Linked DNA regions of Mus musculus: regions 2, 3, 4, 5 and 6 are each linked to region 1. The links are chromatin contacts, called in public ChIA-PET, HiChIP or PLAC-seq and promoter capture Hi-C maps. All regions are on one chromosome and are shown on one strand. Each heading gives the region's core, a stretch centred on a gene start, on an enhancer-like site or on the middle of the called end of the contact. The rest is flanking DNA. Distances are from core to core; before and after follow the strand shown.

Evidence for each region. Promoter capture Hi-C pulls out the DNA fragments that hold promoters and counts their contacts. ChIA-PET counts read pairs in DNA pulled down with a chosen protein or histone mark. HiChIP or PLAC-seq counts read pairs in DNA pulled down with a chosen protein or histone mark.
Region 2: a contact with region 1 is called in an H3K4me3 HiChIP or PLAC-seq map of bone marrow-derived macrophages, with 2.9 times the contacts expected there. The contact joins the promoter of Ank1 here to the promoter of Smim19 in region 1. A contact is called at or near these places in 2 of 115 datasets of contacts at active chromatin or transcription factors (bone marrow-derived macrophages and microglia).
Region 3: an H3K4me3 HiChIP or PLAC-seq map of bone marrow-derived macrophages shows a contact between it and region 1, with 3 times the contacts expected there. The contact joins the enhancer-like site here to the promoter of Smim19 in region 1. A contact is called at or near these places in 6 of 39 promoter capture datasets (the C10 cell line, cranial neural crest, hematopoietic stem and progenitor cells and 3 more), 4 of 115 datasets of contacts at active chromatin or transcription factors (bone marrow-derived macrophages, embryonic stem cells, pro-B cells and 1 more) and 1 of 9 other capture datasets (liver).
Region 4: a contact with region 1 is called in a promoter capture Hi-C map of liver. The contact joins the enhancer-like site here to the promoter of Smim19 in region 1. A contact is called at or near these places in 8 of 39 promoter capture datasets (the C10 cell line, the HPC-7 cell line, cranial neural crest and 4 more), 1 of 484 Hi-C or Micro-C datasets (CD4 T cells), 5 of 115 datasets of contacts at active chromatin or transcription factors (bone marrow-derived macrophages, extraembryonic endoderm stem cells, memory CD8 T cells and 2 more) and 1 of 9 other capture datasets (adipose tissue).
Region 5: an RNA polymerase II ChIA-PET map of memory CD8 T cells shows a contact between it and region 1, with 11 read pairs. The contact joins the enhancer-like site here to the promoter of Smim19 in region 1. A contact is called at or near these places in 6 of 39 promoter capture datasets (the 3T3-L1 cell line, the C10 cell line, the HPC-7 cell line and 3 more), 6 of 115 datasets of contacts at active chromatin or transcription factors (bone marrow-derived macrophages, embryonic limb bud, embryonic stem cells and 2 more) and 1 of 9 other capture datasets (adipose tissue).
Region 6: an H3K27ac HiChIP or PLAC-seq map of extraembryonic endoderm stem cells shows a contact between it and region 1. The contact joins the promoter of Plat here to the promoter of Smim19 in region 1. A contact is called at or near these places in 10 of 39 promoter capture datasets (the 3T3-L1 cell line, the C10 cell line, the HPC-7 cell line and 6 more) and 2 of 115 datasets of contacts at active chromatin or transcription factors (extraembryonic endoderm stem cells and memory CD8 T cells).

The regions. Positions count from the first base shown.
Region 1 is chr8:22,473,927-22,479,129 of GRCm38.p6, reverse strand. It overlaps Smim19 (small integral membrane protein 19), which reads left to right and starts at 2,251. Exons shown (of 4, transcript NM_001146117.1): 1 at 2,251-2,624. It overlaps Slc20a2 (solute carrier family 20, member 2), which reads right to left and starts at 2,430. Exons shown (of 11, transcript NM_011394.3): 1 at 2,205-2,430.
Region 2 is chr8:22,971,860-22,977,062 of GRCm38.p6, reverse strand. Ank1 (ankyrin 1, erythroid) reads right to left here and starts at 2,227. Exons shown (of 44, transcript NM_001110783.3): 1 at 1,802-2,227. The coding sequence starts at 1,927.
Region 3 is chr8:22,933,193-22,938,395 of GRCm38.p6, reverse strand. It overlaps Kat6a (K(lysine) acetyltransferase 6A), which reads right to left. Exons shown (of 18, transcript NM_001081149.2): 17 at 2,598-2,916; 18 at 1-407. Among named protein-coding and RNA genes, the nearest start is that of Ank1, 39 kb to the left of the region's middle. Within about 2 kb of position 2,600, at least 51 of the 459 cell types and tissues checked have an H3K27ac peak or open chromatin away from gene starts, as enhancers often do. A contact at or near this core is called in bone marrow-derived macrophages, where this site is marked.
Region 4 is chr8:22,879,778-22,884,980 of GRCm38.p6, reverse strand. All of the region lies in intron 3 of Kat6a (K(lysine) acetyltransferase 6A), which reads right to left. Among named protein-coding and RNA genes, the nearest start is that of Gm46036, 22 kb to the right of the region's middle. Within about 2 kb of position 1,965, at least 76 of the 459 cell types and tissues checked have an H3K27ac peak or open chromatin away from gene starts, as enhancers often do. A contact at or near this core is called in adipose tissue, bone marrow-derived macrophages and liver, where this site is marked.
Region 5 is chr8:22,785,338-22,790,540 of GRCm38.p6, reverse strand. It overlaps Ap3m2 (adaptor-related protein complex 3, mu 2 subunit), which reads left to right. Exons shown (of 9, transcript NM_029505.3): 9 at 1,088-3,187. The coding sequence ends at 1,188. Among named protein-coding and RNA genes, the nearest start is that of Ap3m2, 18 kb to the left of the region's middle. Within about 2 kb of position 2,795, at least 24 of the 459 cell types and tissues checked have an H3K27ac peak or open chromatin away from gene starts, as enhancers often do. A contact at or near this core is called in memory CD8 T cells, where this site is marked.
Region 6 is chr8:22,755,119-22,760,321 of GRCm38.p6, reverse strand. Plat (plasminogen activator, tissue) reads right to left here and starts at 2,600. Exons shown (of 14, transcript NM_008872.3): 1 at 2,494-2,600.

The DNA of each region.
Region 1 (5,203 bases), core at 1,002-3,501:
AGTTTCCATATTTCTTGATAAAAATGGTGTGATTTATAAATTTGTTGTCACTATTATTGGGATAGATAGACTCTGTTCAGTTCCAAACTTTGCCCAAAAGACAGTGAGGAAATTCCTACCACTACTCTCTCTTCCCTTTCTCTGTCTTTCAACTACCAACACCTACCCACAAATCTCAACGCTTGCAAAGTGCTTGACAAGGTTCATAAGTGGTAGTACGAGTTATTCACACAGAGAATTCACTCCGGAAGACAATTTGCAACTTTCTCTTCTCTATTTGCCTCCCTCCCCAAAGGCCATGTCCTCAAGTAAAGGGAGAAACCCTTTGGTAAATGTCAACTCACAAAGCTCTGTCAACTTTTAATTCTTCCCAGTGACTGACCATTAGAGTTACCTGATATGTAAGTTCCAATATGCTAATTTACCCACAAGTACAAGCTTCCAAGCTCCTTCCCGAGTCTGTCAAAACTTTCCAGCCACTTCTACTCTCTACCATCACCCTCACAAATCAGCTTTTGAACTGTTATGGCTACCTAAACCTTAAATGGTGTTTTTATAGTTTAATCTTACACTGGATATAATAAGTGAATATGTGTTTAAAATACTTAAATCCTAATTTAAAAGTTAGGCACAAGTATGCACAATACAGAAAAATCTAACATTCTTAATATTCAAATGCTCAGCGAAACCCCAAAACTCCTAGCTGAGTGTAGGAGGGGACACTTTTGATCCCAGCACTCAGGAAGCAGAGGCAGGCAGGTCTCTTGAGTTCAGAGATATATCCTGATCTACATAAATCCAGGCCAGTCAGAGATACACAGTGAGACCCTACCTAAAAGAGAAAAGGGGGGGGGGGCAGTCAAGCAAAATAAAAAAATCTAACAGCCTACAGCTTGTTTTTGTTTAATTTTCTTAGTTTGGTGTTAAAAAAATCATTTCACATGTTTGTTTGCCTTCAGTTAGGAAGTGTAGTAAGAAATACAAAGGACCCCAAATTTGAGTAACGGCTCTGTACCTTTGCCTGGTGCCCACCCTATCTAGATCAACTTCTGACCATGTTATATAATGGGCACTTAGGAGTAAGAAAAGAGCCACAAGGCTTTTAAAACTCTTATACACCCAAATGGACTAAACACACTTCTATGAACTTCTTTCTAAAGCCACACTAATTTGCTAAGTTATTCTGTGATCAGCACCCTTATTTTCAGAAGAGAAACAACTATTTAAAGCCAACGTTCTACATAGTGGTGCGAGCTAATCAAACTTAAGTATTGAGAAACTGAACAATCTACGCCTATGTAAGAAGTTCCCCTTGAGAATGAACTGATATAAAACATCTATGAACATCTGGCACTGTCCCGGCAAACAGGCAGCAAACACCACGTGTACTACTCTTTCTAATTCTCTAACTTTAAACTCAAACTAAATGGTTTAAAAATTATATAAATGATTGTGTGTATAATATACGTAAACGCACATACACTGATACTACAAAAACATGTTACTGATCCTAAGGGAAGGTGAGTTTGTAATAGGCAAGACAACTTGTGAAAAGTTACAGTCTAATTATTTGCTCTTATCTCTGCACGCCAACTCAAGAGAACCGCTACACTGCGAGCAAGAATGGTAACAAGAAGTCAGATGATCCCGGAGAACTTGCCCTGCTGGAATTGCTAAGCCCTTAAGCACGTGGACAATGGGCCGCTTTATTTGCATGGCCGCACTAACCTGGGGGGACCGACTGATCGGTTTAATGGCGAAACTGCACTCACTCATTAACGATCACCACCTGCCTCACCCTGGAAAACGTAACCTTATTCAAGTCCCCCCACGCAAATGGTGTTTTTCTTTTTTGTTCTTTTTCTTTTAAAAACACCCTAGCCATTCAAGCAAAGATGCGAGAGAGCAGTCGCCTCGGCCTCACAGCCGGGAAGATGAGGAGACCGAGAACCCAGCCAGCCAGCTTCGTCCCGGGAGCACGCGCAGACACCCCGAGACCGCCCCACCGCGGAGGAGCCTCGGCGCCCTCCGGCCTGAGCCCGCCGCTTCCCGCCCGCGCCGACCCGGGCCGCGGCGCGCGGAGAGACGCACCGCCGCGCTGCACCGCGCTGCGCTCGGCTCCCGCCACACGCGGCACGCGGTGCCGCCGCGGCGTCGGGCTCCGATCCCGCACAGAGGGAAGGAAGAAAAACCAATAACAAAACCTGGCTTCTCGTTCCCTCCGGAAACCGCGGGCCGGCAGGAAGTGACGAAGGCGAGGTCGTCCGGTCCGCTGGGTCTCGGCCCGCGCTCCCCGCCCGACTCCCGGAACAGCCCGAGCGGAGCGGAGCGGCTCGGCGCGGCGGCCTCCGCACCTCAGCAGCCGCCGAGCGCCCGCCCGCCCGCTCTCCCGCTCGCTCGCCCGCCCGCGCGCGGCTGCGTCACCGCCCCGCCCCCGTCCCGGCCCCGCCCCGTCCCGTCCAGTCCGGGCCCAGCCGCGGGCTGCGAGCTGCTGCGGGTCAGATCCCGACCTGGGTGTCTCTGCGGGCGGAGTGAGCGGGGCGGCTGCAGCGTGCCTAGGGTCCCCGGAGCCCGCAGAGACGCCGGCGGGAGCGTGCGGCGTCCCGTCGCGGGAGGACTGTCCTGTATGTCACCTGGAACAGATTGCACAGGCTCGGGGGAGGGGGGCGGCGGCTGGAGGAGGCCAGGTTTGGGCGTCAGATCTGTGTGCCACCTCTGCGCCTCCCGTTCCCCGGGTCCCTGTGGCCTTGGGATCTCAGAGCCACCACTGTCACCTGTTATTGAGTTGCAGTGCGTCAAAGCAGGATGGGTGCAAAAAGAAAAAAAAAATTACTCGAACGTGTACTGCGCAGTCCACAGGCCTCAGCTATGCTCCGTCCTCTAGGATGGGGTGAAAGCCTGTGACCTTGTTCCCGTCTGTTTTAGGACCTCAAACGTCGCAGTGCTTCAGAGAGTCAGGAGAATGAATCTTCCCCTCATGGTGTTTGGGTTCCGTTGTTAGAAATTATGTGTAGTCTGAATTTCCGTGAGAGAGTAACAAAAGTCCCACGTGAGAGGCAGAAAATAGCATTCCAAGCGAGGTGGCAGGTTCTAGAACGGAGTGGACAAACTTTAAAACTTAGGATAATGTCTCATGATTACCTGAAAAGGATTTTGTCACCCAAAAGGAGGTCAGCCTTAAACTAAATCCCGATGGATGCGTTTTTTGATGTCATGATCTCTTAATATGCGTGTTTAACCTGCAGCTTAAATCAGCTCCATCTAGCTAGCATCTTTCTAATGCAATAATAGTTTAAACATTACATCACCGGACAGCTGAGGGAAGATGTCAGTTTTCCCATAAGAGCCCAGAATGTCACTCTCAGCATCAATCTACTAGAGCATTAACTTGCCTGAAATGAACCAACCCCTGGACATTTTACTTTAGACTGAAGGGGAAAGGCGCATATCCTCACACTTGGTTAGGTTACACAAAGTGCGTGGGAGGCGTGGTTAAAGTACCTCCATGTCTGCACTGTGGACTCTGAACTCTCCATTCCTGACTCTTCCAAAGCGTGGCCTTGATGGTGTCAGGACTAGCAGGAGAGGCCTAGCTTCAGTGCAGACCCTTTAAACTGTGGGTCTAAGGAAACTCATCCACCCAGGACCTGTGGAGCAGCGGTGTTATTGCATACTATGGATGGTTTTATAGAATCTGTTTTGCCATCCTGGGTCAGCAATGGTTAGAAAAGCTTTTTCTAAGTATGATTAAAGTGTAATATAGTAGGAAGCCATCAATCTCTGGGTAGAAGTATATTATTCACACCATGGCAGGTGGACAGGGTTGTGTCGAAAACCTTCGCAAGAAATTAACCGGGTTCAGATCCACTAGGCATTAGGAAACATTGTGTTAATTTGTCAGGTAAATAATTGGCACTCACTCCGGATCCTAGTGGCCCCTGCCTTATTGATCACTGATTCTTTCCTGATTGGTTAACTCGTAGTTCTGAGGGCTATGACTGTTAACACTTTATGGTCTGTGCTCTCGGTACCATCTCCAGTCACTTAGGTTTTACCAAATATGATCATGGCTATTGCCATTTTAGGATCGTGGCATTTACAACGGTCTAAAGTGCCACAGGTTAAAGGCAGTTTTAGCATTTGGTCTTCCGGAAATCTCCGTCTAAAATAGACTGACTACTATAAATCAAAAAAAGTCAGAGAACCCTGAAATTGGGGTTAAAAGATAAGATTTGAACATGTGACTCTGCCACCTATCCTATTCTTCCCACACGACCAAAAGCCCATCGCTACGGCCATTAATATTTGGGAGTTAGGTCTACCCAAATATCTAGATAGTAAAGTTTTACGTCTTTTACAGTTAAATTCTGTTCATTGTTCCTTGACCAAAATATTTTTACAAGACCAGTGTTTATACCAATACCTGTAGCCTGCCTAAAACTGCCTGAATTACTTTCAGACATCCCTTTTGTGTTCAACATGGAGGAAGAACTTTGCCCTCAGGGAAAAATTCAGCTCTCAAACAGGAATAAGAAACCTTTATTCTTTTGCTACACTTGTGTTTATCACCCCTGCTCTCTGTGGGAATTTCTCCAAAGAATGTGTGATTATGACTACGTAGCAAAGTCACTTTTAATCTCATTACTTCTTTTTAGCCAGATTCAGTAAACCGGCCAAGCTTGGTCCAGCTCCCGATGGACAGGCATGTTGGAAGGTACAGGATGAGCAGCTAGTGTGCGCCTGTTCTCTTCTAGGTTGATGTCGTGAGAGAGGCTGCCCTCAGAATCCCAGCCCTTGTCTGGGTCTATGTTTGGAAGGGTTTCATTCCCGTTGTTTTCATCTGAGTGACTGCTACAGTTTGGAAACTTCAGTAGCATTTCAAATTCGGTTCTTTTAGCAATATTTTTGTATCTTAACAAACAGTGATAATAGTGTGCTCTGTGCCTTTTAAAGATTTATTTATTTTATTTATGTATGTGAGTACACTGTAGCTGTACAGATGGTTGTGAGCCTTCATGTAGTTGTTGGGAATTGAATTTTTAGGACCTCTGCTCGCTCCGGTCAACTCCGCTGGCTCAGTCCCTGCTGGCTCCGGCCCAAAGATTTATTTTATTATTAAACATAAGTACACTGTAGCTGACTTCTGACACACCAGAAGAAGGCGTCAGATCTCATTACAGGTGGTTGTTAGCCACCATGTGGT
Region 2 (5,203 bases), core at 978-3,477, 500 kb before region 1:
CAGCTAGTAAGTCAAAACGACGCAACCCAGGGACAGGGGAACGTCTGATCACCCAGAACCCAAACGTGGGGCAAAGTTCACCAAGAATGCAAAGACAAAGACTTAAGACATAGAATCAATCTCCAAATGGCTTTGTTTCATAGACACACATCGCATGAGGTCAGTTAAGAAGAAATGAAATTGAAGAGAGTTTTGCTTTTACTGTTAGTCAGACTGTCATCTCTGGGGTCGGGAATACGAAGAGGAAGCTCCAGGCAAGAAATGAGAGGAGAACGAGGAACTGAGTCTTCCTCCAAGATCAAGAACAGGGATGGAAATACAGAGAGGCCCAACACCATTGCCAAGAGAGTGGAGGAGCACTAAGCTCTCTTAGGAGACTTCTCTGCCTAGCCTGCTGGATCGGCATCTGAGACCCTAACGTGGTACTCTCCCTGTAAGTGGCACCAGCCCAAACTGATTCACTGTTGGTTTGGGAAAGACCTCTTGCTTAAAGAGTGTGTTATGCTGAAATTCCTATTTACACACGAGGTGCCAATATTGGGGCGGGGGGGGGGGAGAGAAGGGGCAGAGAGGGAGGGTAGAGGAACACTATAGTATCTGTCAGGCGTATAGGAACACCTAACATGGTGATTCCTTAGATTAAGAGTCAGAGAACACCTCAGCCTGCCCAGTGTCATCTCCAGGAAAAGAGCCCTATCAGCCCTGCCACCTACTTCGAAGTAGACTGTCCCCTACACGGCTGTCAACCACAGCTTCTATATTTCCTTCTCAGAGCGAGTCAGTTTCAGGGAGGGAGTCTTTCATAAGCAAGGGCAGCGTCTCTGTGAAGACGCCCCATGAACCCAAATTCTCTGGCCAGGGGACGTTCCTGCAGGCTCACATCAACTTCTCCAGGTTAAGATGGCTCTTGCAAGCTAGGGTCCAGCTCTACCTTGGACTCCCAGAATTCCACTCACGCTTTCCTAGCCTGTGCATCCCTGAAGCTCTAGCCGGCGGTAGAGTGCCCTGCTTAGTCGCTGTGGACATCCAGGTGCTTGTAATTAGACCGTGGGTCTAAACTACTGTGGTTCTTACCCCGCCATGATCTGAAAGAAGGACTGCAAATAGCAACAGTTGCTTTCAGGGGTCTGGATCCCTGGGCTGTCTCAGCACAGACCCTTGTCCCATGAAAGACTGCCCTCATGATGTCCCATGGCAGAGCTCTTCTCCGACCAGGCCTTGGGTCAGGCTGGAAAAGCCCCAGCGAGGCTTCTAAGGGAATTCCTCTTCCCTGCCACCAGTGACTCCTCTGGAATGACCTTAACATAAAATGCTGCCAAATGCCTGAGGGGTGAGTTGCTTCTTCCAGGTCCACCCGCGGACCCACAGGGTCAGGAAGGGATCGGGAAGGGCAGTCGCCCCAGTTCGTCCTGAGAGATCTGGGAGGAAGATGCTCTCTCCGGCGGCGCAGGAGAACTCACTAGTCACCTGAGCAGGAGCGGACAGTACCACCTCTGGAGCGCCTGCCCTGTTCACCCAAAGCAGCTCCCCGAGAAAGCCAGGCGAGCAGCCCTGCGCCCCGCGGTGCAGCCCCTTACCCGCTTTGCCACCCCAGAGGCGGCAAAAGTTCCTCCGGAGCGCGGGCCTCTGTTCAAGGTGCTGAAATGAGTCTGGGGCAGCTTGCCGGAACCCCGGGGCCGCTCTCTGCTCGCCCTACCCGCCTCCCCCCTTCCCGCTCCCGCGGGGTCAGCCGGAGCGCGGCCGATCGCCTTCCCGCAGCTACTCCGGGCGCCTCGGTGCGGGGCCGCCGCCGCCCCCTTACCTTCTTCTTGCGGTCACGGGAGCGGTTCCGCCGCTTCCTGTTGGATTCCTCCTTCTCCTTCTGCTCCTGGAGGGCCTGCGCCTCGATGTCTTTGATTTTCTTCAGCTGTTTGGCCGCCTGAGCCATGGCGGGTCGCGGCGCTCGGTCCCCGCCTCCCGGGCCCGCGCCCTCTGCGAGCCGGCGGCGACGACACCCTCCCGGGGAGAGCCGGCTCCTTCAGCTGCGCAGGGCGCGAGCTTCTCCCCGGCGGAGGCGAAGGCTGCGGCGCCCGGGGGCCGGGGCGCGGGGCGGAGGGCGAGGAGAGGCCGGCGCGCGGCTAGCCGAGCCCCGGGGTGGCGCCTCCCGCCGCGGCCGGAGCTCGCTCGCCCGCGCCCCGCACCGGCTCTGGGCTCGCCGCGCGCCCTCGCCGCGCCCGCCCGCCCGCCCGGGCCCCCCCTCTCCTGCGGCGGCGGCGGCGCGGGGGGCGGGAGGGAGGAGGCTCGTACTGCGGCGCGGGCCGCGGAGGGCGGACTCGCGGGCTCGCGGGAGGAGCGGGGGCAGCTCGGTGCGGCCGCCCCACCAGGCTGGGCGCGGGGCGCTGCGAGCCGGCGCTGGGTCCCCGCTGCAGCGGGGTCCCGGGGTGGGGATCGCGGGGCGCCTTGGGGGCGACGGGAACAAAGCGGGGCCGTTCCGCCCGGGCCCGGCGACCCTGCGGACCGGCGTGCCTGACGGCGGCGGAGAAAATGCCAGCATCGCCTGGCCGAGCTGCGGAGCGTGGGACCGGGGCACCGCTGCGGCACGGACTCCGCTAGCGCCGAGCCTGGCCCGGGCCGCCCTCCGGGAAGGGCCGGGGCTCCTGGAGGAGAGCTTGATCTGCCCCGGTCAAACCAAGTGGGCCTTTCCTTTGCATCTTTACCAAATATACTTAGAATACGAGTCCAGCGTCAAGTCCATTCTTTTTCTTTTCGCTCCTTTTGGACGGGAGTGGAACTGGGTCTCCCCATCAGGGACCGCCCACCCTGCAATACCAGGTCTCTCTCCACCCTCCCTCCGTAGGTACTGTGGTCTGGACCGGTGTTGGGCTGCTGTAAAGAACCTTACCAGCTGGGGGTCACGCAGCTACCAACGTAGACTGTGGGAACGGGGAACCGGCTTAAGCTCATTTCACCACTCAGTCATGTGACAGGCGGGGAAACTGAGGCCCTGACCTATGAACATTGCCCTTTCAGTCTGGTTGGTGCAGCTCCCAACCTCCTCCTTCCCTATCCCACAGGATGCTAAGGACAGTCTTGAACACTGGTGTTTGAGTCTTGGAGAAGTTATTATGAAACAGCCTGCTCCCTCCTGTCCTCTCGCCCGCCCCCCCCCCCTCCCGAGCCTGTGCAGGTTTGAAGCAGCTCTGGTGAGGAGCAGAAGGAGTAGTACTAGGTACTGTTCCCACCCCTCTTTCTCACAAACACATCTCGCTCAGTGATTTCCACTTCTGTCTTCCCCACTAGGCCCCTGACAGAAGGTAAGGTGCTGGGTAACCACAGGGGTCTGACAGATCTAACTGCTGTCATTTCCCAGGGGTGAGTCCTGGGGCTTCTCACTGCAGGCAGAACCACAAATACCAGTCACACATGCAACTTCAATTGTCATGTAGCCACTTTTTTTTTCCATGTAAAGAAACTAGAAGATTGATTTTAAATGTATTTTTAAGCCTGTATATCTCCCAAGCCATCGTTTCAACATGAAGTTGATATATTATTGATGCGATTTTACATTATTATGCTGAGTCTTCAGAATCTGGTCTATTCTTGTCTGGATTCAGATGAGGCGTATTCCATCACCACCACAGGCCCCTCTCTCGATAACACACCTTGGCTGTAACCAGCCTGCTCAGAAGGACACCCTCTGGAGCCCCAACCTCATGTCTTTGGCATCCCACCGCTAAGTCCCTTGACTGTAGTCATGAATAATATTTACAAACTGGTGTAATTATTGTTACTTCCCAGAGAAACGTCCTTTTTGTTCCAAGATGGAGATCAAAATATGCTCTACTATCTACAAGGACCTGAATGGTCAGCCCTACCCTAACCTCCAATTTTTTACTCCAGGCCTTTTTGGTACCCATGTGTCATCTAAATTCCCTGGGGCCATCTGCATCAGGATCTACATCCCTGCTTCCTCTGTTCAGCCTGCTCTGTCCATACTCGACCTTCACACACACACACACACACACACACACACCTACACACACACACACACCCCTACACACACACACACACACACACACACCCCTACACACACAAACACACACACACACACCCCTACACACACAAACACACACACACACACAAACACAAACACACACACACACCTACACACACAAACACACACACACCCCTACACACACACACACACACCCCTACACACACACACACAAACACACACACACACAAACACACATACACACACCCCTACACACACAAACACACACACACACACACACCCCTACACACACAAACACACACACACACACACACACACACACACACTCCCAGGTCAGCTCTCCTCCACTAGATCTTTAAGCTCAGTGAAGAGAGGCGACGTGCTTTATTCGGAATTGCATCTTCAGCACCTTGGCCAATACCGTACATTCCCAGGAGCTCAGTGAAATGGAGTTAAAACCAAGTCAGCTTTGTTCTGGTTTAAGGAACAAGAACTAAAATGGTAGCGCTTACACGGCAGTGAACATTTCCACTCTTTTACTGGTGGGTACGAGTGAGGAACAGGGAGGGTGAGTAGCTTTCCTGAGATCACACAGCTAATGGAGAGATTCATGGAAAACAATAATCTGGTGGCAGAGCCCCCCCCCCCCACTACCCCACTTCTGAAAACCATGAAACCGTTTCTCTTCCTAGTCTGTAAACAAGAATAGTGATGATACCTCCTTTGAGAGACATGGAAGAGGTCACGGTGCAATGCTCCAGTAAAACACGGAGTGGACTAAACCAGTGTTTGGCAAAACCTGAGACTCATCTAAACTGCTGTAAAAGTATCTCCAATATAAAGATGCCTCCCGTGTATCAAAACCTGCACAGGAGCCCCTTGGGGGCAAAATACAATAAAACAAAATGTCTCTGAGACTCAAAGTAAAGCATTAGTAAGAAGCTGAGCTCCTGCCTCAACTGTCCCTGGAGTCACTACTAAGGTGGTGGCTCTGGACACACACAGTTCCCATGGGACCAGGTGTAAGTGCTGTTCGTGTTCTGGGTTCTCTTGGCAGGTGCTTCTCCTAGGACTGGTGAGGTGCTGGGAGACCTCTCCCTCAGAGGAAGAAGCAGGACAGTACGGGCTACAGCCAAAGGGAGGCTGGAGGACATAGCAGGTGCCCTCTCCTACGGGAATGAGGATGTGGGTTGGGCCAATATGGTGGCA
Region 3 (5,203 bases), core at 1,351-3,850, 460 kb before region 1:
GTTGCTGCTGTCCAATGGGGACATGGCTCTAATGTCACTGCTGGTTGTATCCTCTTCCTCTTCGGCCTCCTCATCTGGTTCTGTGTGCATCTCTTCTTTCCTTTCTTCCAGCAAGTCCTCCTTTACCTCAACAATTTCTTCATTCTCTTGAGTTCTGGGTTTACGGCCTGGTTTAATGGGGACTACGGGCTCAACTATGCATTCCTGTGCAGAAGCAGCTATGATTTCCTGATTCAATTTAAATCCTGGTTTCCGTCCAGGCCTTTTCTTCCAGTGGATAGGTTTTCGGCTCTTGCCTTTGGGCCATCCCTTTTTCTTTTTCATAGGTGTAGAGGTATCTGGCTCAAGTGAAGCACTGTTCACATCACATTTTCGCAAGAGAGATACTGGCTTTAGGACAGGAGTGTCTGTACAGAAAAGAGATAGTGAGAGAGGTTACAAGACCTAGCATTTCTTTGAGACCAGCATGTACAGCAGAAGAATCTAAGGAAAAACACTAACTGATTGCACATCAAGTAACACAGTGACCTGGCAGAGAAGTGAGCTAATCCTGGGCAACTTGATTCTACCACCTATGAAGACGCAGTAAAGAGGAGCAGGAGTGTCCGCTTAAGTTACACCTCAGCTGCTTCTGTTTGCTTTCTGTTACCTCTTTGGTTTGCTTTCGTTTCCACAAAATCATTACTTGAAGTAGGATCATAAGGCAATTCTGTAGACCACAATTAAGCCTCCCCTGTGAATAGCTGTTAGTCACTGTGCTAAATGGGACCAACTGCATAGTATGTAGTCTTAACCACGCACTGATCTGTAGTCCCGAACAAGTAAGAAATGGTCAATGTGACAAGTTATATTTAGAGGAAATAAATTCAACAGTAGCATTACTTTTCCTAATTGTGGCAAGACACAGAAGATAAACTTTAAATCATTTTAAAGTAGAATTCAATGCATTAAATACATTCTCAGTTATTAATAAGTTTAGAAGGGTATGAATGTAGAGGAAGAGAGAATTAAAGGTTTGTTTGTGGTACATCTGGGAAGTCAGCAAAGGCAACAGCAGTCTGAGTAAGAACTGTCAAGGTCATAGGAGCTCACAGGAGAGAGACCATTGTGACAAAGTGAATCAAGACAGAGCACAGCACCAAGTGCCAATCACACCAAAACAGTCTCAGGTCCCTAGACACACAGCAATATCTAACAAGAGGAAAACTGGGTCATCACCTATTATAATAAATAAAGCAAGAACCTTAATGATCATCACTACATTAAAAACATGCATCATTGAGTAAGCCTTACAATAAGAAAACTGTGTGAGGTATGCTGTGATTTCCAACACCTAAGAGGCTACAGCAAGTGGGTCAGCCAGACTGTGTCACACACTTATAATTCTTCTGTCTTCTCCTGCCATGTATACTCATACTCATGCACAAACACATATATGCTCTCTCACATACAAATATACACACACATGCACACAAATTCACACACATACACATGAACATACATATACACACATGTATATACACACATAGACACATGCGCGCACACACACATACCACAAAGGTTTTGGTTTTGATTCTAGGTCTGAGCTCAGGGCTCATCACTATCAAGCTACACATTCTGTCAGAAAAATACAGGTCCTATGTACTAGGTCTGAAGCCAAGATTTTAAGAGAATAAAATAAAACGCTCTTCCAAAAAAGGCAAAAGATAAAATAAGATAAAATAAAATAAAGTAGTACAAAGCAATACCAGGCAACACAATTTCTTCTAAGTTGCCTGTGAAAATGCAAAGGCTGACAGAGGCATCAGAACAAACATGATGGAGGTGTAGGTGACACAGCACCCAACAAGCCTGCCTTCTTCCTCGCTCATCTCAAATGAGCCTGCTTCTGTACATGGGAATATGTCTATTTTAATAGTAATTGACGGAATGTTAGCTACACCATACAACGTAGCTTATTTTGTTATCATTGTCACTTATTAGAAATGTACGACTGGTTACTGGGTTGTACACACCTATAATCCCAGAACCAAATAGGCTGAGGCAGGTCAGACCTCTGTATAGTGAGTCTTAAATAACAAAACAAGATAAACACAAAACAACGAGAAGGAAGAGATTACTCTGCGAGTAAACACCATCAGACGCATGGTTCAGGAAGGTTCCTGAACAGAGGGCAGAGGTCCCCAGGGATGCTCAGGTGGCTCCTCCTCAGTCACTCAGTTACCAGAGCTGCTGAGCACCAAACCTAGGCACTCAGCGAGCTGCAGACCACAGAATCCAGTACTCAGTTATGCCAACACCCTTTAACTGAGGATTCAGACAAAAACCTAGGCAACATTAGGTGAAAAGGAAGGCCTTCCAATAATTAAGATTTCCTGCAAAGCAAGAAGAGATCAGGTTAAAGAAGCGCGTTTACATGCAGACGTGACTATGGATAGATAAACCCCATATCTGCAGAGGTGGCCAACCTTTCCCCTTCCTGTCTTAGTGAGTTGTGTTCATTCCCAGCCCTTTGGGGAAGGAAGGGTCTGTAGTGATTACTTCTCTATTTTCAAAGACACACAGAAACTACTCTAAGGAACAGTGTGTAAACCTACCATCTGCGTCGTCTGACTCCTCCTCCTCCTCCTCTTCCTCTTTAGACGGCCTCTTGGAGGAGGACTGACACCTAAGGATGTCCTGTGAGGACAGGCAATGGAAGTACCCTCTGGGGAAGAGCTCACTCTCCTCCTCCTCCTCCTCCTCCTCTTCCTCCATCTCAAATGTAGGCTCCAGTCGTGGCATTGGTCTCTCAGAGTCAGAGTCTTCAAAAGGCTCATCTAACACCTCCGTGGTCTCAGAGATGGTCTCTGTGACTACACTGCTATTGTGGTGTTTCCGCTTGCGGACTCTTCGTCTTCGGTGAAGAATCGGTTTCTATGTAGTAAAGAAAGCAGGTATTTTATTTATAGTAATGAGCTTTTTTCCCTGCTTTAACATAAAAGTTTTAAAGCTTTGCAGAACTAACATATTTAAAACAAAGATGCAGTTTGCCAACAGATACTCTGGTAAAGACAAAGTGTTAAGAACACAGAGATGTGTGTGGTCAGTGAGGTGGCTCCACAGGTGAAGTTTCCTGTGCAAACTGGGCAACCTGACAACCTGGGATCAACCTTGGATCCCATATACAAGTGGGGGAACTAAATCCTTAGAAATGTCCCCTGACCTCTACACACCCACCAAGTGCAAGCCCACCAACACATACACATGTACTCTTACACACACTCACGCACGCACGCGCGCGCGAAGGGAAGGAAAGGGAAGGGGGAAGGGGGATGGGGGAAAGGGGGAAGGAGGGGAAGGAGGGGAAGGGGAATGGGGAAGGGGGGGAAGGGGGAGGAACAACAAAATCCGCACAGATTTTGGGCACTAAGGCCCGCTCTGATATGAAGAGCAAGTGTCCAGAGAGCACATGGTGTTGGTGCATCTTCTCAGCTCATCGACATTTTACACTTTACAGCGCCACCTGCTCTAATGCTAAAGTGCCTCAGAGACTACGCCCTCTACTTCTGTTCAAGAGCAAAAGGAATAGAAACATTCCATCTTATACATCACCATGCATTAGCAGATCAATAAATGTGCACGCCATTTGGGGAAACTAGCTAGAGCAGAGCACACAAACGCAGAGCAGAAATGCATTCACTTGACAGAGAAGAGAAAACAGCAGCACGGCCTGAGACTTGGCGCACACAGCACACACTGACACGGGGCTGACCTAATAGCTTACATAACACAGTGATGTCACCAAGCTACAGAGACAACAGCCCAGGAATGACTGAATCACATCCTTGTACAGAGGCTAGAAAGGTTAGCACTTATGCAAGGTCATACATCTAGGCCATAAAATAATCCTGAGCGTCCTTCAGTAAATTTTAAGACTGTCTAAGTACTTTGCATACAAGTTCACTGGCTGTTACAATATTTTTTGTGTGTTTTCTACACATTTACTTTTTTATTTACAATTACTTTTTAAATTTTATTTATGTGTGTATTTATGTACATGGGTACTTTGTCTGCATGTTCATCTGCACACCAGACAGTGGTGAGCTGCCATGTGGATGCTAGGAATTGAACTCAGGACCTTTGGAAGAGCAGTGAGTACCTTAACCACTGACCCATCTCTCTAACACCCAATACTAGTGTTTTTTACACAAGAAAATAGCATACTTGTTTTACCACATAAACTGGAGAAATAAACCCTAGGATGGCAAAGATACATTCTTTTGTTTTTGTTTTTGTTTTTGTTTTTCCAAGACAGGGTTTCTCTGTGTAGCCCTGGCTGTCCTGGAACTCACTTTGTAGACCAGGCTGGCCACGAACTCAGAAATCCGCCTGCCTCTGCCACCACACCCGGCTGCAAAGATACATTCTTTATGATCATGCAATCAACAGGAGAGTTAATCACTTTAATTTTTCTCTACTTCAAAATCTACTGAGAATTTTCAAGTTAGAGTAAAAATAGCTCTGCTCCTTAGAGAAGGGCTGATTCTGCAGCGGAGGCAAGAAATATTTCAGATAAATTTGTAGGACCTTGTACTATCAGAAAGCACTTAAAACAAAAGAAACTCGCCATGACGATGATACTGTGAGTATAAACAGGAGCAACACAACAAACATGGCCAGTGCTGGATGGGAGGCGCTAAGTTTAAAACAGTGCTACAAACTCAAGTACCAGGTCCTTTCTAATGGCGACAGCAGAAGGGACCTATGTAACCTATGCAGGTGCTCTGCTGCTATAGTGAGTAGCCACACCCAGGCTAAGCCCGATCTGCACTCATGCCTTTCCTCTTCCCCAGGAAAAAGGGGAAACAAAGTAACAGCAGCAGCAGAGAAACCCAGGAGGGCCAAGGCCAACAGCAAAGTGGAGTCCTCTACCTGACTCCCATATGCCACACAATACAATACCCACCAGATGATGTGATGAGACTAGTGCTTGCTTCTCTGCCTCCTTTGCCTTACTCTCAAATACATTACCTCATTCTAGTTAATGATGGATAACAGATAAAATACTTGAACTCACAACCTTCAAGGTCATACTAAAGACAATCAAAGTCTGAGAAATTCACAACCCAGAAGAGAATAACTAACATAACATGGAAAGTTCGGTGGGATCCTAAGCAGAGAAAGGCCACTGAGGCCAACGAGAACTCTGAATAAAGCATGG
Region 4 (5,203 bases), core at 716-3,215, 410 kb before region 1:
TGTTGGCATTTTAGAACATTTCAGAGAAACTGTATTTTGGATGAAAAACTAAATACATAACTGTTAATGAACATTAGCAAGAAAAGCTCTTCACAATAGTGTCTCGTGAACAAAGTAACTTATGGGCAAAGAAAAAAATCTAAGATGACTAATACATATGGACTTGTGTGGTTTTTTTACATTCTACTTTTTTTTTACATTCTAGTTTTGCTGTTTTCTGTTTTCTGTTTTGCTACAAACACTAGCATTCTTTGTCAAAGCAAATGATTTGAATTCACTTCATTCCTCAATGGCTTAAATTCAAATCCCACGTATTTAGTATCTCACTACAGAAAATGTACTATTTGTCTGACAGCAGCAACAGCACAACTCTGGAGTGACAGCCTCATCTCTATAGACTCTTTTTATACGCTGTCATAGTTATCAATCTCAATTACATCATTCTTATTAATAATTCCAAAATTGGAACCTAAAATACAAGTCAAAATTCTACAATGTGGACCTGTTATGATTTCAATTTCCAAAAATCCTGAAGTCTATTAAGTGAAAATAAATTTCAAGATCCAAGTTAGCTTTACATAAGACTTAAATAACTTAAATACAATTTTTTTTTGTTTTGTTTTTGGTTTTTGGTTTTTGGAGACAGGGTTTCTCTGTGTAGCCCTGGCTGTCCTGGAACTCACTCTATAGACCAGGCTGGCCTCGAACTCAGAAATCCACTTGCCTCTGCCTCCCAAGTGCTGGGATTAAAGGCATGCGCCACCACTGCCCGGCAGACTTAAATACAATCTTAAAACACTATTTTTGTTCCAACCTTTATGGTAACTAGAAGAAGAATGTAAGCTTATCTGAGAAAAATCCTTCAACACCAGAGCAAAAGCAGTAATTAATAGGTGGGAAGATCAGCTGGGCAGGGGTGGTGCTTGTCTGTAATCCCAGCACTGAGTTCGAGGCCAGCCTGGTCTACAGAGTAATTTCCAGAACAGCCAGAGCTACACAGAGTAGCCCTGTCTTGGGGGTGGGAAACCATTTAGTCTATGTACTCAATGAGTGAGCATCATGTGAAAGAACAGTACAGTTCCCTATGAGAAAACAAGAAATGAACTTTGTACCCAATTAGTTACTAAATCTCATACACAGCCAAAAATCTTGGCTTACTCTGATGGGGTTCAAAAAGCCCAAGACTTCTGCCTGCCTTTCTCCTACACAAACCTTTTATCAGAAATTATTTTGTTCAAGCAGATATTAGTGTCATGATTTGTAACAGAATTAATCACTATTATTAAAGGAAAAAAAACCCTAGAAATCACCATGTACAGCAATCTTCACATAAGCTCACTTGAAGCCTACTGCAATGGCTACTGTGTCTCCAGCTACACAACAAACTCTATGTCATAAGGAAGCTCATATCAGGTTGGGCCCTTTTATTTTATTTTTTAATGTGCTGTTCATATTCATTCAAAATCCCTCAGGCACTTACCATATGCCCCATCTATTTGAGGAATATGAAGACAGGAGTAAACAAGATACTGTCTATAACTCATGCAGTTTATGCCCTAGCAAGAAAAAGCCAATAAAGAGGCAGGTGGAGTACTGTTTAGTTGTGATAACTACTTCAGTGAAGCAAGCCAGGCACTTTGCAAAGACCTAAAGAGTGATGAGAAAATCTAGCGCAGTAAAACACAGCATGTATAAGGACAGCAGAAAAAAGATGATGTGTCTATAAAACAGCAAGGGTGATGGTCTGAATATGGAAGAAAAATGGCTATTTCTTACAGGAACTCAGAGAGGAATCAAAGTCAGAGTTCCTGACTTTGACACAGGGTTGCTTCCTGGCAAAGAAAAAAAACTATCAGGAACCACTGTTTTATTCACATTCTATGTTTTTAAACTGCACTGGAAAGCGGGCTTCCACGTCACAGTGCGTGTGCAGAGGTCAGAGCACAGTGTGCATGAGCTGGGTCTCTCCTTCAGTCATGTGGGTTTCAATCAGGAAGCTTGGTCAAGTGTCTCTACCCACTGTGCCCTCTCAGCAGCCCATCATCACATTAATTCAAGTTAAAATACTCAAACAAGCCAGAACAAGGACTCTAGGGATATACATGTGACTCACTACTCAGCCAAAACCAGCTTGCTTACAGGTTTCCTGCCCTAGGTTTGTGTATAAGATACATTTTCCTCCACTCTAGGGTCATTAAGGCAGAAAGACACTTCCAATTCTGATCCTAATCATTTGGAGATGTCTGAGACAGGAGAGATCTCAAGCCCCCCACTGAGAGAATCCAGGGAGCACAGCAGCCTCAGCCAGCTCCCTGGGATTTAGATACCCACAATCAGCTCTAGCCACAAAATACCACACTGATTAGTAATCCTTGTGCGCCTAACTAGATGGGTGCAATAATAAAAATAATTAGTATATACAGGGCTCAGCATTCCCCAACATTTCAGGCATTTCCTGGGGGAGGGAGGGGGTTGGAAGGAGATTATAGGGGACTCTGAAAGTTAACTCTCAGCTTAGTTGTCCCAGAAGCCAACTCTATCTCCACTACTCCTTCTGGGTTGGTCCTATGCATTACCAAAATAATCTTCTCACTCCAGGCTCTTGTCACTGCAATCTCAGAACTATCCAACCCAGCTCATTAAAGGCCAATTCACTGCCCTTACTAAGCAAATCTATCAGGAGCCAGAAAAGAACAGCTCATTTTAAAAACTATAAAACAAACAAGTTTTTAGCAATGAAACATGAAGCATCAAGAACTACAAAAATATAAACATATTGCTAATTCCCTAGAGCACAAGGGCTATTTGTGGGTGAATAAAGGCTTGAAAGAAAAATTAAAGATGAATAAATTAAATAAAGAAAAAATAATCAATTTTAAAAAACAGCAAAAAATATGGAGATTTCATCAAACGATTTAAAAAGCACATGAACAGTGGCTCTACACAACAACCATTAGGAAGTAAAAAGCTTAAATCATGACAGAAGATACATAATCCAAGTTAAATTCCTAGAGTCCACGTAAAGATGGAAGGAGAACCAACTCCCTAAAGGCCCTCTGGCCTCCACAGGAGGACAGGTGTGTCTGGGTACACACACACTTAAAAAGGAATCATGATGAAATACTTCTCTATCTATTTTATTACAACGGCGTTTTAAACAGCCAATGCAGCCCTTATTCAAAATGCTTGAAGCCGGGCGTGGTGGCGCACGCCTTTAATCCCAGCACTTGGGAGGCAGAGGCAGACGGATTTCTGAGATCGAGGCCAGCCTGGTCTACAAAGTGAGTTCCAGGACAGCCAGGGTTACACAGAGAAACCCTGTCTCGGGAAAAAAAAATATATATATATAATAATGCTTGAGACCAAGTTTCAGGGTTTTTAGGACTTCAGTGTATGCCTACACATGGTCATATATCTTAAAGGTGAGATGAGACCCAAGCCTAAACACAGACTTCATTCACGTGTCATGCAAGTCTGAAATCAGCATTACTAGACTTCAATCAAGGTGACAGTGAAACACACCCCCTCTACAGACCTTTTCAGTTTTCTCATGGCTCCTGGCACTCCTTGTTTGTGACCAGTCTCAGTCTAATCACTCTGAGCCTTTGTATCAGTGTGTATTAGTGTTTGAGTGTGTATGTGTGGGGGTGGGGTGAGATGGAGATATATGTGTGGAGCGAAAGACACAGAGACAGGCACACATATAGAGATTCTTCCACTTCCCTAAGAACAGTTATGATGACATTTAAAGCCTACTTGAACAATCCAGAACCTGTCTATGCAAGTTTACAGTAGCCTTGTTTGCAGTTGCCAAGCACTGAAACTACCCTTTAATGGAACAGTAATAGTACATTCTTATAATGGATAACTATAGCTCAGCAATAAAAAGGGGTCATCAACTGATATAAATAGCACAAATACTAACTAGACTATGTTACAGGAGAGAAACAGGATTCCAAAGGTTCTGTACGATTTTAGTTACATCACCATCTAGAAAACTCAATGCTCTGGGAAGCATAACAACTCCAAGATGGTTTGCCAGCACTGGGGTCGAAGAGGTTTTAGGAACTGCACAACAACAACATGAGGGAAGTTTCTGGAACAGACAGAATTTTTCTGTACCTTGATTATAGTGGTAGTGACCCAACCCTGTGTATATATTCAAAAACAGTGTGTTATTTCACATTAATGTATTAATAATTGAGCAAATAAATGAATGGGTCATATAACAAAAGAAGCTCTGCATTTTCCCGTTTTAAAGAAAGTTCGCGTACATACGTAAAGTTACTTCTTTATTTAATAAACACTTAAAATTAGGTGTGTGTCTCTTTGCTTATCTTCATCAAACTTACTAGAGCTTTTGTGGTTTTAATGTAAAATTGTTCAATTGTTCAAAATATTTATTTAATAACCCTATTTTATTTCAACAGAGGGAGACGGGAGGAAAGGTTTTTGAACAGTATAATGATTATTCTCAACCTTTTCCTTTTGTTATTTTTTGGGTTTGAGTCCTGCTATTCAGTCCTAGAAATTGCTATGTAGAGTGTGCTGGCCTCAGACTCACAATCATCCTTCCCAGCTCCTGCCTCCCGAATGCTGGGATTACAGGTATATGCCACCATACCTGGTCCCAATCTCCTAGTACACTTGCCCTCTGCCAGAGACTAAGAGAACTTTGAATTAGCACCTTGCCATGCACGATGACATTCTGAGCAATCAATATGAACTAAACAAAAATCTAAACGCCACAATGGCTTGTAATTAACACTACACAAATCCACAGATGAGTCACTCCCCTCTCTCCCTTTCTGATTCGTTTCTGTCACACTGCTCAAGCTCAGTGACAAAGCAAGCACTGAACAAAATGACCAACACTGGCTTTTGCCTTGTTCAGAAATGCAGTCATCAATCTGTAGCCCAGTCTTGTTCACAACTGGTAACAAAAGATTCTATTATAAAATATTCTACAAGCCCCCCAAAGTAATAAGCTACAGTGTGAAGTCAATAAAAAAATGTATAAAACAAGGGGCTGGAGCAATAATAGCTCATCTGGTTAAGTGCAAGTACACAAGTATGAGAGCCAAAGTTCAATGCCCAGAATGCACTTCAAGAAAGCCAGGCGTGGCGTAAGTACATTTGCAATCTTAATGTTGCAGAAGCAGAGGTGGGCAGATGCCTGGGGCTAGGGACCAGCTAGTCTAGC
Region 5 (5,203 bases), core at 1,546-4,045, 310 kb before region 1:
ATGAGATCTGATGGTTTCTTCTGGTGAGTCTGAAGACAGCTACAGTGTACTTAGATATAACAATAAATAAATCTTAAAAAAAAAAAAAAAGAGCCGGGCAGTGGTGGCGCACGCCTTTAATCCCAGCACTTGGGAGGCAGAGGCAGGTGGATTTCTGAGTTCGAGCCTGGTCTACAAAGTGAGTTCCAGGACAGCCAGGGCTATACAGAGAAATCCTGTCTCAGAGAGGGAGAGAGAGAGAGAGAGAGATGGGCTGACAGAGGCCTCCACAGGCCATTGTTGGATCACGGAGAGCTGTCGGTTTTCAGTATTAGGGTACTCCTCCATTCTTCACCAGGAATGGGGAGAAATAAGCCCCTTTGCCCCAGCTTCAGCCGACTTACTCTTCACTGGCACCGTCTTTAGAGATTGCCAGGCTTCACCAGTTTGTCTACACTTAGGAAAGTAATAATAGATACTTTGTAATAATTAATAATAATAGGTCGTTTGCTGGGTATTTGTTACAACCTGGCATCTCCTAAGACACGTTTTATTCTTGTTTAACTTTTTGAAGGGCCTTCTGAAAGCCTTAGGAAGAAATGTGCTCTCTCTCTAGAGAACATTCTTGTTTCTCTTTACTGAAAGACTCTTTAACTTGGATGATTAAATTAAGTGATATGCTCTTTCTCCTGAACCTCTTAATGGGCCCTAAAGCTATCGGCAAACTCATTTTCGGTCAGCTGGGCCACAGTGTGTAGGAAGCCCTCATCGATCCATTCATTCCCTTTCATTACTCATGAATGCTGTCATCATTCAATCAGCAGCACAACTTGAGCAAAATGCCACGCGTTATTTTGTCTCACCCTCACTGCAGTCCGTGCCTGCCTCTCTGCCCTGTCCCACAGGAGAGCCTCCTGCTGACGTCACCTTTGCTGTTAATGCCTGAAGTGAGATCGCTGAGCTGTCCACCTCTGCTTGGCAGAACAGGCTTGTTAAGACAGTCTCTTCCACACACCCTGCTGTGTGCACTGACAGACCCAGGCAACTGTCTGCTGGTGGCTCCTGGGAGATACTCACGTCTCACTCCTCTCTTCCTCTCTCCCTCCAGGACTCAAAGTGAACCGTCTGGATATGTACGGGGAGAAGTACAAGCCCTTTAAAGGCATCAAATACATGACCAAAGCCGGCAAGTTCCAAGTCCGAACCTGAAGGGAACGTCTTGCCGAAGGAGCAGTTCACGGACACTTTTTCATTTCTTACTTGTCTAAAAGTAAAATGTCAGCCTGTTTCTTAGGTCCGTTCCCTCCGGGCTCCATCTACTCCCTTTTGTCCTCCGTCTTCAGCCACATAAGTGATGGAGGGAGAGAAAGTTCATTCGGGGAAAAAAACGAGGCCAACCCCAGCGCAGCACTGACTGAGTTCTGGAGGCGTGGCCTGGAGAGCAGCGGCCTGTGACACTGCATTTCATCACTTTTAACACAGTTGCCGTGGGGAAAGACCGGCCTGTGATGTTTGGTTTCAGTCACCTAAACCCAATGGAAGATGTCTCTATTGATTTCTTTTTTTTTAAGATAGAAAGATATGAGAGGGGAAAAAAGAAGATCGGAAGAAAAATGGGTGTTAGTCCAAGAAAGAGCAGTTGAGATTTGACTCATGGGTCTGGGTTGTACCTCGGTGATCAAGCCCTGACCTGGAGTCCTGGTTCATCCTGGTACCACCCACAATGAAGACAGATCTGCTCGATGGGGGGCAGGACTGAGAGGCTGGTGTGAAGAGATACCATAGTGAAGGGTTGTCGAGAAAAGCGATTGGAATCTCCCCGGTGGGTGAGGCTAGGACAAGCCGAGTGCAGTAGTTTCTTTCAGACCCCTCTCACGTGTAGAAAGGCTTTGTATGTCCAGGACTTTGAAAGTTCAAGTCCACGCTTGACGTGAAACCGCACTGGGATTAGCTTTCTTTGGAGACTAAGGTGCCACAGCCTGGCTCTTAAGATTGTCACTGGCTGCTTGCGCTGGCCCGTCGTCTTGTTGGGAAGGTTACCTGCTAGAGCGGCGTACAGACTTTTGCTGGCTATCTGACTCCTCAGTGGGATCGCTCCCAAAACAGCAGTGCTCGGTGCAGGCAGGTTTTATGAGTGATAGTGGTGGAGTTGATGTGGGGGACTCGCCACCCAGTGGATCATGTCCATGCTCCCTGACCTCCACTGATGTTTGTGAAGCCGGACTGGCCCTGGGCCTTGCTTTTCCTGTCTGAAGGTCCCATCAGAATCCCCAAGTGAGTGTGAGCCCACTGAGGACATTCAGTGTACGAAGCTGCTTTCCATTGTCTGTACCTATCGGCTACAGCTCCCAGACAGACAGACAGACAGCTCCCAAATAGCTCCCAGTCCGCACTTAAAACAAAAACAAAACAAAACAAAAAGTGTCTTGAACCTCTGAATAAAATTAATACCATAGGAGGGCAGGCTGTGTTGACCACGAGTAGTCCACAGTTTAAACCATAGCCGCTGAAGGAGCACAGAGTATTCTTAATTCGTTTCAATGTGTCCACTAGTCATTTTACTGAATACATAAAAGGCGGGTGTGTTGTTTTTAATTTACAGCTTAGGGCGCAACTTGCCTCTGTGTTGTGCTTGGAGGGAGAAGGAGACCGGCTTCCTTCAGTCTGCATGGCTCTCCTCTGAAGTCCTATTTCTAAGTACTTGGACTTCACTTACTTATTTTCTATCTTTTGGCTAGTGTTCTCTTGCTGCGGTCAGGACTTGTTTTTGCTGCCGAGTAGAGTTTCTCTGTGGTTTCCTCGTGGGGTTGAACTGTGCTATGTGCAATCAGATGTTTCCTACCAGGATCTGCATGAGTGTCCCACACCCTGCTGTGGAGGGTACACACTTTGCAGGTCACTTTCACAGGCTCTGGGGGTGGGGATTCCAAGTTTTCTTGGGTCACAGGGAATTATGTATATTGGACCCTGAGCGCGTTTAAGTTAGTGAGTGCAGCTCATTTATCCCCTCGAGCACAGCATAGCTTGTTTTTTTCTAGGAGGCCGTGTTGGGAGTATAGGATCAGCAGACCTAGGCATCATGGGTACTGCCAAGCCTCGCCAACCCCACCCAGTGATTGTCAGCAAAGGTTGTGCAGGGAAACTTAATAGCTGCTCGCTCTGTGTGTGGTCCATGTTAAAGTCTTAATAAAGCTTTACCAGTCCTGGGGACTATGTCTGGTTACTGAGACTACCCTTCACTAAGTAGAAGGCACTCATTTGAGACATCTGAAACTCTGGGTAGAGTGTGAGTCTCCAGCTACCCTGGGAGATGGGTCATTTAGTGCTGTTTGTAAGGTTGGTGGCAGCTAAGGTCTAGAGGAATCTAATGGTTTCTCCAGGTTGTAAAAGGCAAAGCCATTAAAGCCCCAGGTGCCCATGCCAGTCCTTTCCTGTGTGCCACACGGGCAGAGGGTGGAGCTGCCAGTTCCCAAGTGTCTCTTGTAGAGGTTTTTCTGAGGGAGATGGGCATCTTACTTACTTTTCCATTGCTGGGACAAAACACCTCGACCAAGGCAACTCATTAAAGAAGGTGTTTAATTGGGCTTACAGTTCCACAGGGTTAGAGTCCGTGATGCCGGAGCAAAGGCAAGATGGCAGGTATGATGAGAGCTCACCACTTGACCCACAAGTAGGGGGCAGAGAGCAGAGTGGGAATGACATGGGCTTTTGGGCCTCAGGGCTCACCCCCCAGCGACACACCTACTCCCATAAGACCACACTTTCTAATCCTTTTCAACTGGACCAAGAATCCAAACACAGAGCCTATAAAGAGTGAGTCTCATTCCAAGCACCAGGTGGAGTCTAATGCTGCCAGTTGATACGAGTAGTCACTGATAACTCTCTAAACCAATTTTCTAGACATCTATAGCAGGACTTTCTGGACCTGCCAGAGATTAAATGACGTAGGGACTTACTGATTTCTAGTATAGCTTACGCTTTTAGCTTGGGCTATCTCCCATCTAGCTCATTCAACTTAACCTTATCCTAGCCCACGACACACCATGTGATTAGTTCTTTGCCGCTCTCTCTGTCCCAGTTTGTCCAACCACCTTCTCGGTACCTACAACCACTTCCTTATCTGGTGGTGAATCCCCGCCTCTGATTCTTTTCCCAGAGACCCTCTCTCAGCCTGCCTTCCCTTTCCTGCCTAGCTACTGGCTGTCAGATCTTTATTAAGCCAATCAATGGGTGAGGAAGGAGGGGTATTTACAAAGTACCGAGGCAGATGATGAGGCCTAAGAATAACACCACCAAAGTCAGGCCAGCTCTCAGCTGGTACAGTGATCAGCAATTGTATATACAGAGTCAGCTTTCACACGGTGCACCCCAACAGATGTCTGTTCACTACCTGGAAGTGTGTTGTGCTTGTTAAGAGCTCAGTTTTGGGGCTGGAGAGATGGCTCAGAGGTAAAGAGCACTGGCTGTTCTCCCAGAGGATCAGGGTTCAATTCCCAGCACCCACGTGGAAGCTCACATCTGTAACTCCAGTTCCAGAGACTGCAACTGCTTCACACAGCCAAAACACCATTGAACATTTTTTTTTAAAGTTCAGTTTCTGTTTCTCTTAGACACTACATATGTATGTCTCTATTGGGAGACAGGTTCTATATACCACAGCCTTCATGATGAAATGAAAGGACAGCCTGTGGGGGTAGGGTGGGTGTCACTTCTCTGTTTCCTTTATGTGACTCCAGAGGACTCAAGTCATCAGGTTTGGCTGTAAGTGGCTTCACTCATGGATCCAGGTTGGTTTATTTGGGTTTTTTTGCCCACTTCTCACACATGTCTCTAGTACAGTGCCCTCCCTTTTCCCTAGCAACTTTGCAAATATTAAATGGAAAACCCCAGGAAAGGGCAACCTTTCAGGTTGTGTATTATTCTGAGCAGCGTGATGAAGTCTTTCACTGACTTGCCATCCCACCCTGGCAGGCCCCATCTTTCCCTGGACACAGATCACACCTTGCCCCTGGTCTCGCTGGCCACTAAGGACCGGCCAGTCTCCACTCTTAACAATGGCCATAGTATCTGGTCTCTTTGTGCTCAGGTAACCGCTATTTTATTTAGTAGCCCTACTTCACAAGTAAATGCGGGGGGGGGGGGGTTCGGGGGGGGGTTGGATAGGCCAGTGAAAAAATAAGAAGACTGAAAGAAAATGCTTCCTCTCAATGAGAAATTCAAAGTT
Region 6 (5,203 bases), core at 1,351-3,850, 280 kb before region 1:
GCTAACAGGATATTTGCTTCCACAGAATAGACTTGCAGTAGAAAAGTCTACAACGTATGGGACCAGTCTATGCCTGCAGTGATCATTTCAGAGGCACAGGGTGGACTCGGGTCTGTTAGGTCAATCCCCAAAGAAAACTCTAGAGGCTTCTCTCTGATGTGTCAGGAGCACTGAACATGAAGAACAGCTGGCCTGTGTTTTCTGAGCTGCTGACACAGCTCTCCTGGACTGTGCCTTTAAACATTCCAGAGAAATTTGTGATACATGACCAGCAATCTGCTTCATTTGTTTTTCCAGTAACCAAGAATTGAGTTCATCTTACCTTGCACTCCTATCTATAAAAGTTAGTCTCCCAGGCATCATGAAAGTAGACAGTTGGGCCAGTATTAAAGATGATGGTACTTGACCAAGGCTTTGTGAATCTCTACCTGTAACTTAACTTTCCTTTCCTTTCCTTTCCTTTCCTTTCCTTTCCTTTCCTTTCCTTTCCTCCTGAAACAGGATCTCACTTATCCCAGGCTAGCCTTGAGCTTCTGATCTTCTTGCCCACATCTCCTGAGCACTAGGGATTACAAGTGTTCACTGTAACACCAAGTTTACCTGGTGCTGGGAATCAGGCCTAAAGACTCTCTGCATTCCACGTGAACACTCTGCCAACTAAGCTGCAGCCCCAACTCCAGCTCCGTCCTCTAGAAATCTGGGTCGTCAGCACCCGACTGGGTTTGAAGTGAGACCTATCCCATGGCCAGCTCAAAGCTGGCCTTCAGTTCTTGGTTTCTGCATTTAGTTGCTTCCTGCAGCATTTTCTGACACCCAAGAGAAAAAAAAAAAAGAAACAAAAAAAGCTATTCTGAGACAATAGATGCACAGCTGCCAGAACTCAGATTGCACTGTTTCAGCTCAGACCACCAAAGGCTCCCACTCACAGAGACCTGGTGTCTCGGGATGTGTGTGAACTTTACACTGTGAATGGCGTTAAGTCTATTAACTGTGGCTGATAAGCCGTGTTTGCAGCCTCCACCATTAGATGGAGGACGAGCACATGTGTTTTCACCTTACAACCCTCACACCAGTCTTTCCAGTCCACGAGCCTGGCAGGCAACTCTGAGTCACTCTCTGGCTTTGGCCGAGCACCCTGCTCAGTGAGCAGTCTTGATGTGTGCAGCTTCAGTCCCCAAAGCCTTAGCGGAAATATAGATGTTCCTCTGCTCCTCCCGGCTGCATCAAGCATCCTGGGTCTGGGAGAGAGCAGGCCAGCTGCTGTAGAACTCACAGGAGACTTTCCAAATAATCTGGGGGTGTCCTGGAAACTCCGTCCTAATCCAGTTGGTCCGGGGTGGGGGGGTGCAGCTAGTACTGCCCCTGCCAGGATACAGGCTGGCTCTCCTAAAAACACTTTAGGTGGATTGAACAGGATGGTCAGAGGGACTGTTTACATTATAGTGTTTCCAGTATCTGGTCTGGGGCTGAATATTATTTAACCCTCACTGGCTGTGCCCACTCTACCTTCCACTGACCTGCATAGATTTGTTCTGGACAGGCCACGTCTGGATCTCAGTGAAAATCCCTAGCTGTATTTTTCTGTAAGTGTACTCCAGTTGTATTTGTGACGCGCTCGCAGGATTGTTAAATATCCACCACCACAACAGACACACGTTTTTTGTATATGCCCCTGCCCCATTATCAGCTGCGGAAGACCACGGCATCATTCTAAGCTGGCCATCAAATTAAAGCATTGCTACTGCTTTTCTTTGCACTGAAGCTTCGTCCTTAGTTATCTTGGAGCGCTGCATACTTTCCTCCCACGCCCACACCATCTCTCCCTCCCCCCACTCCATCCATCCTCCCGCTGTTTCTGTGAGGTTAAGAAAACAAAGGTCCTGAAGGAATCCAGAGAGCCTTTAGACTCTTCCAGCTGCAGCATGAAAAAGCAAACACATCTGTGCTTGATGTCCAAGGGTGAGATTGACTGGAAGAACGGAAGAGAGGATGCGATGAACTCCCGAGAGACGAGAGGTTTTGCATCCTGACTCCCACTAGTAATGAGAGGTTCCTAAAAATCTCAGCTTCTCTCTGCCAGCCTAGTTAATCATGCTGCCCAGGCAAAATGCCCCCTCCTTGATGCCCAGCCTGTTTTTTAGTGTGTTCCTTGGTCAGAAGGTAGCCATACAACTCTGGCTTCTCAGCTCAGGAAGGCAGCTGAATCTAGTTACTGCCCGTTAGTGCTGCTCCCATTGTCTGTTGAAAGAACCGGAGTCATTCTGTTTGCTTTCTCCCCTGTGCAAGCAAAACTTCTGCAAGAGACACCTCTCTCCCATTCTCTCCCTCTCACCTCAGCTTACCCAGGGTCATTGCAAAGAACCCTGGATGATGCTGGCTGGTCCTCTGTCTGTGCTTCCATTAAGCATCCCTTCACTGGCTCAGTTTGCCCCCAAAGACTTTAAAGGGACAGAAGAAGAGTCAGCTGTTAGATACCGGCAGAAATTAACTTACCGAGAGTGCTTGCTTCTTTCCCACTCTTGCAGGGGCCTCTCCTTGACGCTGAGCTCTTGAGTTCCTGCAGGCTCTGTCTCCCTGAACAGCTCCAGCCAATTTGAAGGATGAAGAAGGGGTGGGGCCAGAGGTGTGGGCGGGGTTTCTCCTCTGCTGGTGGGTGGACTGAGGAGCCAATGGAGCAGCCGGTGTCTCTAAGGAGGGGGAGGAAGTGCGCGCGGAGGAGCACAGCCAGTCTTGGCTTGCCGCCAGTTTGATTATTCACCGTACTGATGTCATCGAATCACAGGAATTTTCAGAGTTGGAGGGGACTTAAGACTCATCCTGTTTTAAAACCCCGGTCTCAAAGGCCTAAAAGGAACTGTAAGGATCTGCTGCTCTAAGCTCCTGTCTTGACCCATGAGTTTATAGTTCTAAACAGCCCCGCCCAGTTGGGGATGGGGGAGAGGTCTTCTGGAATTTGAAGCAACTACCCCTCAGGACACGTGGGCAATTAATTGGCCGGGCAGATGATGATAAGCTGGGTTGGGTGTGACTGGAGATAGAACGCACATGACTTTTGGTGCGCTCCCTACCTCTGACCTGCTCTCCTAGACTGAGGTGCTTCTCTGCGGCATCTCAGCAGAGATCTCTCAGAGAATTGAGAAAAGTGGGGAAATGGGCAGGTCTCTCAGCCTCAGCACCCTGAAATTCTATCCTAAGCCATCCTTCTTCTAAGCCCCACACCCCGGAGGCAGACAATAAAAGCTCCTGAAAACTACTATTCTGATGACCCTTTCACAACCTACCAAAGCCTCGGCAGTCTCGGGGCACCAGGTCACCCAAAATTCCAGTTTAGTCTTCATCTGCAGCTGCTTGCACATCAGAGGGGTGGGCGAGTGGCCTCTGTCAATCTCGGCTGGCGTGGAGCTGAGAGGAGGGTTTCTCAGTAATCACAGGTGCCCTGAGTTTTGCTAAATGCACACTCCCCTCCATAAACACACACACACACACACACACACACACACACACACACACACATCCTCCGAAACCCCAGCTTTTGTGTTTCTACCACCTGTGAGTCTGTTTCCCCTGTCAGACTCCGGGGGGTGGGGGTGGGGGGGGGTGGGAAGCAAGACTGAAGAGCCAGAAATACAAATGGGAAGCTGATACCATAACAATGGGAACTTTGATTTTAGTCAAAGGATTGCAGGGGGGTGGGGTGGGGGGAGTGAAAATAAATCTTAATGATATCACATCCTGGGAAACTTGCCTAGGAGCCCTTTGCTCCAAAGGGCTCCAAGTACAATAACTTGGGGGCAGATGGATAAGAAAATGAAGTGCTGAAGAAAGAGTTCCTAAGGCTAGCTTCTGCAATGGGGGTCCTCTCTGTAGTGTGTGTCACCTGTGGGGGCAGAGAGTTGGCTTAATGATCCCTTTGTTGGGGGCAATGGAAGTGGACAGCTGACGAGGTATCAGGACAAAAACCATGATGAGAAAACTAATTAAGAAGTGATGTGATTCCCAGGATAGCCCAAGGAAAGAGAAGTGGGCAAGAAGCTGACAACACAGCTATTAACCAGGAGGCAGGTGCTCTGTGTACAGACTAAAAGCATCTCCTTTAAAAGGGGATCAGCTTTTAAGGACAAATGAGGTAAATATCCAGATGGCATTATTGGGAATACACTGCTGGGATGTAGGGACTCCTCATGCATGCCATGGCTGGTCCTGCCCTGAAATTAGACCCTATTAAGGCCCAAGGCTCATAGACCTGCATCTCCCTGCCCCATTTCTCCCCGAGGACACAGGGATGGGCTATTAACAAATGCTGAGGTGGTGAGGGACTTTTCTTTGTGAGGGACTTGACCAGAGGACACCCCTCATCTCATACTTCTGGAAGTTACCCCAGTTGAATTCACTGTTTAGTTCTCCAGGCTAGACCCATGGAATTGTTTCCTTTGTCTGTTCTCAGTCTAGAGTTAACAGACGTTCGCTCATATCCGCTTAGAAGTAGTAAAGGCAGCATATACTGTCCAGGCCTTCATCTGCACTGGAGACTTACACTGGCTAGCTGGACCAGGTGGGTGAATTGCAGGCTCATGCACTCCCTGAGGAAAAAAATGGATAGGACAAAGCAAAGTCCTCTTGGAGATGGTGATAGCTATGAAGAATCGCTTACCAGACTGTACAAGAGGGATTTGCACTATTCTAACAAATCGTTCGAAGTGATGAAAATGAAAAGTTAAAAATCAGGCAATTCTCCTGGAGCAGACTTCTGAAATTTTAACCTAATAACAATAAGTTTTAAAATTCCACACATGATTATAAAACCTTGGGTTCTGTTTGTTTGTTTGTTTGCTTGCTTGCTTGTTTTGGAACTATGTAACTCAGGCTGACCTTGAACTCCAAGAATGCACCATCCAGAAGCCTGGTCTAAACCATTGTTTTGATCATGTGACACTGAAGATAATTTAGATGCTCAAAAATAGAGGAGTATTGGCATTCGACATATCAGCATAGTACAGTATTGTATGGTCTGAGGATGATTGATACCACAGTTATATAGACATACCAAAATTAGGAATATCACCTTGCCCCTAAGTGTGATGTAAATTCTATAAACCCCACAAGGATGAGTAGATAAAGATTAAAACACAGCATTAGGGCTCGATTGCTGTAGCAACGGATGGATTTTTCTTTTCAGTTTCTTTCATGGTACCTGCATACCACT